Linked DNA regions of Mus musculus: all the other regions are linked to region 1. Evidence: chromatin contacts called from public HiChIP or PLAC-seq data. All regions are on one chromosome and are shown on one strand. The core of a region is the stretch at or near the end of the contact, and the rest is flanking DNA. Distances in the headings are between cores, read along the strand shown. Region 1 overlaps Uggt1 (UDP-glucose glycoprotein glucosyltransferase 1). Region 2 has its middle 18 kb from the start of Arid5a. Region 3 overlaps Hs6st1 (heparan sulfate 6-O-sulfotransferase 1).

What was found. HiChIP or PLAC-seq counts read pairs in DNA pulled down with a chosen protein or histone mark.
Region 2: a contact with region 1 is called in a FOXA1 HiChIP or PLAC-seq map of pancreatic cancer cells. The contact joins two enhancer-like sites. A contact is called at or near these places in 3 of 484 Hi-C or Micro-C datasets (embryonic stem cells, female germline stem cells and spermatogonial stem cells), 1 of 115 datasets of contacts at active chromatin or transcription factors (pancreatic cancer cells) and 2 of 9 other capture datasets (adipose tissue and liver).
Region 3: an HNF4G HiChIP or PLAC-seq map of pancreatic cancer cells shows a contact between it and region 1. The contact joins two enhancer-like sites. A contact is called at or near these places in 1 of 115 datasets of contacts at active chromatin or transcription factors (pancreatic cancer cells) and 3 of 9 other capture datasets (adipose tissue, liver and pancreatic islet).

What each region holds. Positions count from the first base shown.
Region 1 is chr1:36,199,152-36,201,878 of GRCm38.p6, forward strand. It overlaps Uggt1 (UDP-glucose glycoprotein glucosyltransferase 1), which reads right to left. Exons shown (of 41, transcript NM_198899.2): 11 at 2,554-2,614. Among named protein-coding and RNA genes, the nearest start is that of Uggt1, 44 kb to the right of the region's middle. Within about 2 kb of position 1,385, at least 31 of the 459 cell types and tissues checked have an H3K27ac peak or open chromatin away from gene starts, as enhancers often do. A contact at or near this core is called in pancreatic cancer cells, where this site is marked.
Region 2 is chr1:36,324,657-36,327,383 of GRCm38.p6, forward strand. No RefSeq gene overlaps it. Among named protein-coding and RNA genes, the nearest start is that of Arid5a, 18 kb to the left of the region's middle. Within about 2 kb of position 1,380, at least 72 of the 459 cell types and tissues checked have an H3K27ac peak or open chromatin away from gene starts, as enhancers often do. A contact at or near this core is called in pancreatic cancer cells, where this site is marked.
Region 3 is chr1:36,094,545-36,097,271 of GRCm38.p6, forward strand. All of the region lies in intron 1 of Hs6st1 (heparan sulfate 6-O-sulfotransferase 1), which reads left to right. Among named protein-coding and RNA genes, the nearest start is that of Hs6st1, 28 kb to the left of the region's middle. Within about 2 kb of position 1,352, at least 67 of the 459 cell types and tissues checked have an H3K27ac peak or open chromatin away from gene starts, as enhancers often do. A contact at or near this core is called in pancreatic cancer cells, where this site is marked.

The DNA.
Region 1 (2,727 bases), core at 135-2,634:
ACTCTAGACAGTGCAGTGATTCAGTTCTCTAGACAGTTCAGTGATACAGTTCTCTAGACAGGACAGAGGTACAGTACACGAGACAGTACAGTGATACAATATTGCTAGACAGTAGAGTGCCGTGCAAAAGGAGTTACCAGATACCAACAACAGAATTTTGGATGAACTCTGAGAACACCTTCACTTTCCAGTACTCAGAGGACTAGGAAAAGGTATACTTCTGAATTCTAGCACTGCATGGGAAAACCAAACAGTGAGAAGCTGTTGTGTCTCATGCTTCACAGACACGGCAGCATCAATCAGAAAACAATATGAGAACACAAAAATATAGAAAACACACATCTACATATACAGCAATGACAAAAGAGGCTATATATCTGAAAGAATAAAGAGGGGGAGGGGGAAGGAAGAGAAAGAAAGATGTAATTATATTATAACCTCAAAAAAAAACATAAAAGGTTTTAAATATGAACTACAACAAAATTTGCTTAAAAACAAAAACAACAAAACCACAGAAATGATGGAAAGCTGAAGCAGCTAAGGACTGGAATTCCAAACCAGGGAAGGGCAGGCAGGCAGAAGCACTAGCCTTCAAGCCAGCTCAAGTCATTTCCCAGAGTGCATGTGAGACACCAGACGTGGCAGTGTACATACATCTGTTAACCCAGCCTACAGCACAACCAGCCTGGAGCATACAGTACAGCGTCAGAAACAAGTAGAGCCTGCCTCAGCAAGGGAAAAGACAAGAATGTCTCCTCAAAGTGTCCTCTGACCTCAATAGTGAGCCATGATATACTTATATGTGCACGCACACACGCACGCACACAGACACACTTAAAATAAAATAGAAAAGAATTGGAATTTTCTCCACAGGACAGTTTCAAATCTGCTCGCTTGGGCCTCTGAGATGGTAAGAAAGACTAATTCTGAGCTTGTACATACAACCCAATGTAGATCAAGATCTGAAACACAGAGGAGATTTCACAGTGAGAAAACTCATCACACTGGATTTAAGATTTCATGCACACTTGTGTTTCATCTTTAAGAATTTTGTGTGCATGTATTTAAGCATTTTTAAATAACATGCTTTACTCAAAAACATTAAAAATCCAAGAAATACCAATATAGCTCACATAAGTTAATATTCTGCCTCCCTGGCATGTGGAACTGTCAGAACATGGACCAAGAATGAATGGAGTCATGTGAGGGAAATTCCAAGTGCTTGTGAGAAAACTCTAAGAAAACAAAACAAGAGTCTTGTGACCTCCGTTCCTTCGAAAATACAGAATTGTCCTTGTTTCTGTGCTCCTCTGAGGTGTGGTGGATAGGGGTGAGTCACGTCAGGCTGCTCAATACAGCTGGCTATTGTTATTTGTTTACTCACCTCTCTAGAAAAACATGGCTTTGCCGCATGTGGTTTGCCCTTAGGACTGGATACTTTACTCTGTGACTCTTCTTAACCCTGAGAGTACAAACTGTCTGACACTCTGAGTAAGGCTGGCTTAGCATGAGACTTTAGTCCACTTCATTTTCAGGCTTTATTCTCCCAGACCCCACCACCCTTAGTGCAGTAAACAGGGGATCGTAAATTCAAAGGTATAGTTAACACTGCTATTCTGGAAAATAAATGTACATGCAATTACTAAATTGAGTGTTTTTATTTGTTTTTTGTTTTTTTGAAACAGAGACTGATGTGCCCCAAGCTGGCTTCAAACTCACTACATAGCCACGAATGGATGGACCAAGAAGTTCCAGTTCTCCTACCTCTACTCTCACACTTGGAGGTTGCAGGTGTAGTTACCACCACCCATGGTGATGTTTTTAATTTAGTAAATATGTGTGAAGTATTTGGTTTCTTTCTTTCTCAAATCTACTTAATTAACTAACGTCCTACCCATAATGAAATCTAGGGGTAAAAGCGGCTAATTGAGGCCAGGTGTGGTGGCGCACGCCTTTAATCTCAGCACTTGGGAGGCAGAGGGAGGTCAATCTCAGGGCCAACCTGATCTACAGAGTTCTAAGACCATCAGGAACACAGAAGCCCTGTCTTGAAAAACCGTAAGTGAATGGATGGATGGATGGATGGATGGATGGATGGATGGATGGATGGATGACGGATGGATGGACAGACAGACAGGTAGATAGATGGATAAGCTGAACACACCCACAGCTCTAGGCCAATGGATGGATTCTGGAACAAAGGGATAGGAGGGAGCAGTGAGCATCCTGGCAGCCTCCAGGAACTACATGTGGGGCTGACAGGAAAGGAGGACAAGAGCCCAGCTTCCACGTGGAATGCACCAAAGGCAGGAACGAAAGGCTTAAAGACTTAGGAGGCCCACACTCCCTGTTGACCGCACCCCCAACCTCCAGTCAGGAGCCTCTCCTAAACAAAATGCTACAAATCTGATAAAAAGTACTGTATGATAATAGTATTACTAAGAGGAATACTACTAAATGCTACGAACTTAATTCAAGTCTCTCCATTTTTTAAAGCTACAGCCCAGGAGTGTCTTCTACAACAGTGGAGTACTTTCTAACAGTCAGCAATACCTTCTGGTTCTCTTCCACTTCCGCTCTAAGCTGCGCGCTCACAGCCGTTTTCGTTATTGCTCTAAAAAAGGATAAAAGTGTGATCAGTGTTTAGCTTAGCATTCCATATAAAGGTCTTCAGTTTTCCTGTTTTTAGACATGAACCATATGACTCAATAAATTATAAAAATAAGA
Region 2 (2,727 bases), core at 130-2,629, 130 kb after region 1:
GGAAAGGCTCTGACATACAAGGAGAGCAAGGAAGAGGCGCTCCCAGTGGGTGTCTTGAAAGAGCAGCTACTTCCCGACCTTACCTTTCCTGAGGCTCTTTCCTACCTCTAAGGTTCTTGGCTTTCTGCTTGGGCCCTGGGGTAGAAAGGAACGGCCAAGAAGCTAGAAGCCAAATAGATTATGACCTATACTTTCCCACAGCCAGTGTGCCAGTGACAATCTTGGGTCCTTTCCTTGCAAGCAATAGAAATGAAGGCTAATGTAGACAAGAGAATTCCCGAGTGGCTCAAAGCATGAGGGACAGCCAAACCCTAGGCCCTGGAGGAAGGACTCAATGTGCATCCTGTGTCACTTGCTTTGCTGATCATCATAACCAAATAATTTCAGAAGTAACTTGAGAGATGGGAGGTTTTGTTGTCTTAGAGTTTTACAGCTGTGAACAGACACCATAACCAAGGCAACTCTTATAAGGACAACATTTAATTGGGGCTGGCTTACAGGTTCAGAAATTCAGTCCATTATCATCATGGTGGGAACATGGCAGCATCCAGGCAGGCATGGTGTAGGAGGAGCTGAGAGTTCTACATCTTCATCTGAAGGATGCTAGCAGAAGACTGGCTTCCAGGCAGCTAGGATGAGAGTCTCACAGCCCATACCCACAGTGACAAACCTACTCCAACAGGGTCACACCTTCGAATAGTGCCATTCCCTGAGCCAAGCATATACAAACCATCACATTTGTTGTTGCCTACATTAGCAGAGGTTTTATTTAGCCCATGGCCACTGGGTGGCAGAACCACAAGACACTGGAAGTTCTTTGTCTTAGGGTAGACAACTGGGGGAGGGGAGGCAAGGGGACAGGAGCAGGGAGAGGGAGAGGGAGAGAACACACAAACCAGGTATAACCTCCAAAGACATGCCCCAATGAGCTACCCCTGCAGCTCTGTTTAAGTAGTAATATTTGAGATCTCCAGAGTGTCTCCTGTCAGCAAATGTTCCCTGAGTTTGTGTCCACTCAGGGGTTAGACCACTAGCAGCAGGCCACGGGTGGGCTCTGTCTCTCACCTTCTCATGGGTTTCAGCTCTGGGTGACCCGTTAGAGGAGAAGCTGACTCTGGGTCTTGAGCTACCTGTGCTAAGGCTCAGAGAAAGTGTATGCCACATGGATCAGAATACTGTGTGGCACCAGGTGCACCCCCCTTTCTCTGGGACTTCTCTGTCTCATCTGTAGTATGGAAGTGAGTCATTTAACCCCAAGAGCCAGGGTATTTAGAGAAAGCCCTCTGTAAACTTAAGTCCTGATGAATGTGAGTCACTACTTCCCTTGCTAGCTTGGCCATGCCTTATCCTGTCCTTTACCTTAGCATTTTGAAACCCATGCATGTGTTCTGACCACTACCCTTTACCTTGCCTTCTGAGTCAGTGACTCTGACTTCTGGATAGTGTCTGGGTCAAGAATGGCAAGCCAACTTTTGTGGTTGTCTGCAGCTCTGGATTGACTCACTGCGAAAGTGATGCAATTGATTAGTAATGTCTGCCAAGGCCCTTGGAAGGGGAGTGGAGGTTCACCTGCCACATCCGTACCATTGTCTGGGGCTTGATGATGGGCTGTCTGATGCAAGTTCCCTGACCTCACTGCCACATCTCAGCCTGGCTCTGGTGGTTTCCCTCCCACAGGAATGAAGAATAGGGAAGCATCACTCGCTTGCACTGGGAGCCCAATCAAGAAAGCCTGGCTTGGATATGGGTTGCCCAGGAGCTACAGTTGAAAGCCTGGGTAATAGTCAGGGAGGGAACCTCTAGGGGAAAGCTGTTCAAAAGAGCTCAGAGGTTTACGGTCTTGCTTCCAAGTCTGACGGATTGAGTTTGAACCCCTGGATTCATGTGGTAGGACAGAAACAACTACTGGATGTTGTCTTCTGACCTGCATGTGCGCCATAGCATGCATGCCCCCCCCAACAAACAGATAAATGTAATAGAGAGGGGAGGGAAAATGAGAAGGGAGAAGCAAAGGAGGTGAACAGAAGGGGGAATGGTTCTTTCAGAGGTAACTAGGTGGGAGAGATGGGTGGGCTAAAGAGGTGGAACTTCCAATCATTGTACATTTGATATGGGGCTAATGGCCTTGGATGCATTAGGAACAAGTTAAAATAAGCCTGCCATACCCAGCTCTCATCAGCTCACTGCACTTAAGATGTGGCCCACAACTCTGTACTGTCCCCAGATTCAAACTCCAGTGTCTGCTTGGAAACTTCTTCCTTCCTCAGGCTTCTGGTCTCCCCCTCCCCCATTGCATCCACACTCTGCAGTTCCTGCCTGGGTTGAGCTCTGGGGTGTCCCCCCATCAGGCTTCTGGCAGTCACACACCCCCAACAGTTCTGGAAACACATGGGATTCCATCTGCCTGAAAACCATTCTCTCCTCCACTTGCATGCGTCCCCCATCTTCATCCTGGAGCCTCTTCCCCAGGAACTCTGGCTTCCCTCTTAGGTGCCCTCAAAGCATCTACCATTTCTCCACCCACATCTGCATCCCTGCACCACCCCACCCCACCCCGCCCTGACTTGGTTCTTAGGGGCAATCCAAGCTTTGTGTTCACTTCCAACTCCTGATTAGACCAACTGCCAGCTACAACCCCATGCAACAGGGGTCTATAGTCACTGTGAGTAGCACAAGTGCCCACTGGTGTGCATCACCAGTGTGAAACTTGCTGCTTTGGCAATTCCC
Region 3 (2,727 bases), core at 102-2,601, 100 kb before region 1:
AGCCAGCCACCATCTTTTTTGCAACAAGTTGGGCCTGGAGGGTGTCCCAGAACACCCTACTTGGTCTTTAGACCCTTTCTGGACTTCCTAAGATACAGAGTAACCTACCATTGTTGGACATAGTATCTATTTTGTACATTTAATTCATTGTATGTGTGTATATTTGGTGGAGGTGGTGTGTGTGTGTGTGTGTGTGTGTGTGTGTGTGTGTGTGTATTAGAGGCCAACTTTCTGGAGTCACTTCAGATTGTATACTTTTTTGTTTGTTTGTTTCTTTGGTTATTAAAAAAATGGAAAAATACAAGGAAAGCAAAGAAAAATCTACCCAGGGCACTAACAGGCCCCAGCCTATGTCTCCCAACTGCCATGTAACCTCCAAATACAGTATGTCATTGACTCTGGCTTATAATCCCTGTGCACTTCCAATCCTGGCAGGGATGTTCCTGGCAAGCCGTGGCACACTGCATGTTGCTTTGTGTGGTTATGGTTGTGTGTAGATACCAAAGTTCCTGGCACAGGTAACCAGAGCTGGGCGCAGCCTGGTCAGTGGCGGGAGCAGATGGAGATTGGTTGTGGGTGCCTTGGCCCAGTCAACTACATGTTCTGCACACACTGGCAGAGCCCAGCACAGCCACCCCACCCCGTCAGAGGCCTCTGTTTCCCCTCTTTGGCCTGGTATTTGTGGGGGAAAAGGGTAAATCAGTTGCAGACCATGAAGATGTGAGAAAGAACAGTGTGAGTTCGAAGCACCCACCCCCACAGAGGCGAGGAGACCAAAAGAGCCAGTTGCCCTTCCTCCCCTGTCCCCAGCTCTCAGCTCCAACAGGGAGAAACCCAGCTCTGGAGGCAGGTCTCAGGCTGAGTGAGCAGGTCCGTGCCCACCTTCCTGCATACACCCAGCAAAGAAACGGAGTTCTGTCACCTTCTCTTGACCTCAAAGTATGAATGCATGCAGGCAGAAGCCACATCTTGCCTGCCCAGCATCAGGAGCCAGAAAGTACCAGGCAGGTGGGCGTGAACTATGAATGAGTTACAGCAGGCCTCTCCTACTCCCCTCTTCCCTGGCACGACGCCCCAGGCAGCCTCTCTTCTCACTAGAGAGTCCCACTCACTGGAACCCTGCCTAGATGCCTCAGAGATGCCAGGACGAGGCCCCACCCATATGTTGGAGGATGCAAGCAGAACACTGTTTAGGGTGTCACAGTAAGTGAGAGCCCCTAAACCCAGCCACTCATCCCCTCTTCCCTCAAGAGAGCTGGTAGCTGGTAGATCTGACTTTATGCTCTGCCCTGCTTGAAGGCATTGATATGCCCTCCTACTACAGCCTCTCCCTGGGCGGGGCTCTCCCAGAACCGCCCTTGAGCCATTACCAGCCCTACTGATATGAGCCAGGTTAAAACTATTCATGGGCCTAGTGTCCCAGGTCGAGGCCAGTCCTCTTGTTCCAGGTAGTGAGCTTGGGGTGGGTATCTCATAATGAAGGGTTGGGCTTGTTCCATCAGGCAACCAGGAAGTGTGCCGTGGGGAAGGGGCATCCCCTGTGCCTTGACATGCCCAATCAGCACACAAGCTGGGCCAGGGGGCAGCCCTGAGCTCTCCTGGGCTTTGTCTGCGCCTCGTGGGCTCTGCAGGGCTCTAGGAACTTTGAAATAGCTTGCACTTCTCCGAGGGTGGGACTGAGACTCCCTGCCTTGTCCTAAGGAGAAGAGAGACTTTAGGGACCTTCATGGACGCAGTCCAGATACCCACACAATAGCTCAGTTTCTCTGTGGGTGTGGCTCTTTGGCAGTAAGGCCTCTTGGTAAAGCAGCCAGCCTCATTTATAAAGTGAGCAAAGGTTTTCACACTCCCACTAAGCCACTAGGTGCTGCCAGCCTCGGGGGTATCAGGGTTTCCTACAGCTCGCTCGGTAAGGATGTACTTTCTCACTTTGGTGGTTTTAAATAGTTTGATGTTTTGAAACTACTCAGCCATACCTGGTCCTTCTAGGCTAGCCAGCCAGTGAGCTGTTTCAAGGGCTCACCTGTCTCTGCCTCCCATCTCACTGGGATAAGATTATGTGTTCCTTTATGTGTTTCCCCCCTCCCCCACCTCCACCCCCCATCCTAGTAGTGTTCTTTAATAGATGCCACGCCACCAACTCTTCATAGGCCTAAGTAGATATTTTCTGTCCGTCTGTTTAACAGATGCAAACTGGAGGGCTGAGTGATCAACAGACCTGTCCATCTGTCATTGTTGTCACATGTAGATCCTTCCTGTCAGGTTAGCCCTGGGACCTCTTGCTCTGCTGTCTGCCCATTTCCCAGTCAGAGCTGTAGGGGTTGGGGACTGTACCTAAAGAGTCTTGAATACTAGGGCAGGAATGAGTACTCTGCCCTCACTCACCCTACAGAGGCAGTGTCAGTGAGTGGGACTCACTCCTCAGCCTTTGCTCCATCCACCGCGCTCCATCTGATTTTCCCAGGTAACAAGGGCACTGGGAGGGAGGGTCCCAAGCACCAGGCATCTTCTTCTAACAAGAAGCTATTAGGATTCCTGCCCGTGGCTATCTACCCTTGGACTTTAGGATGGGGTGGGGGGAACCTGTCCAAGAGCTCACAGCATGGCAGAGGTGTCCAGGCTGTATGCTCTTGGTGGGCAGCACCAGTTTCTGTTTAAAGTCACTCACCTGGGAGGCAGCATTTGCCCTTCAGGGCTGGCTCAGTCTCCTTCACGTGGCTCTCTCTG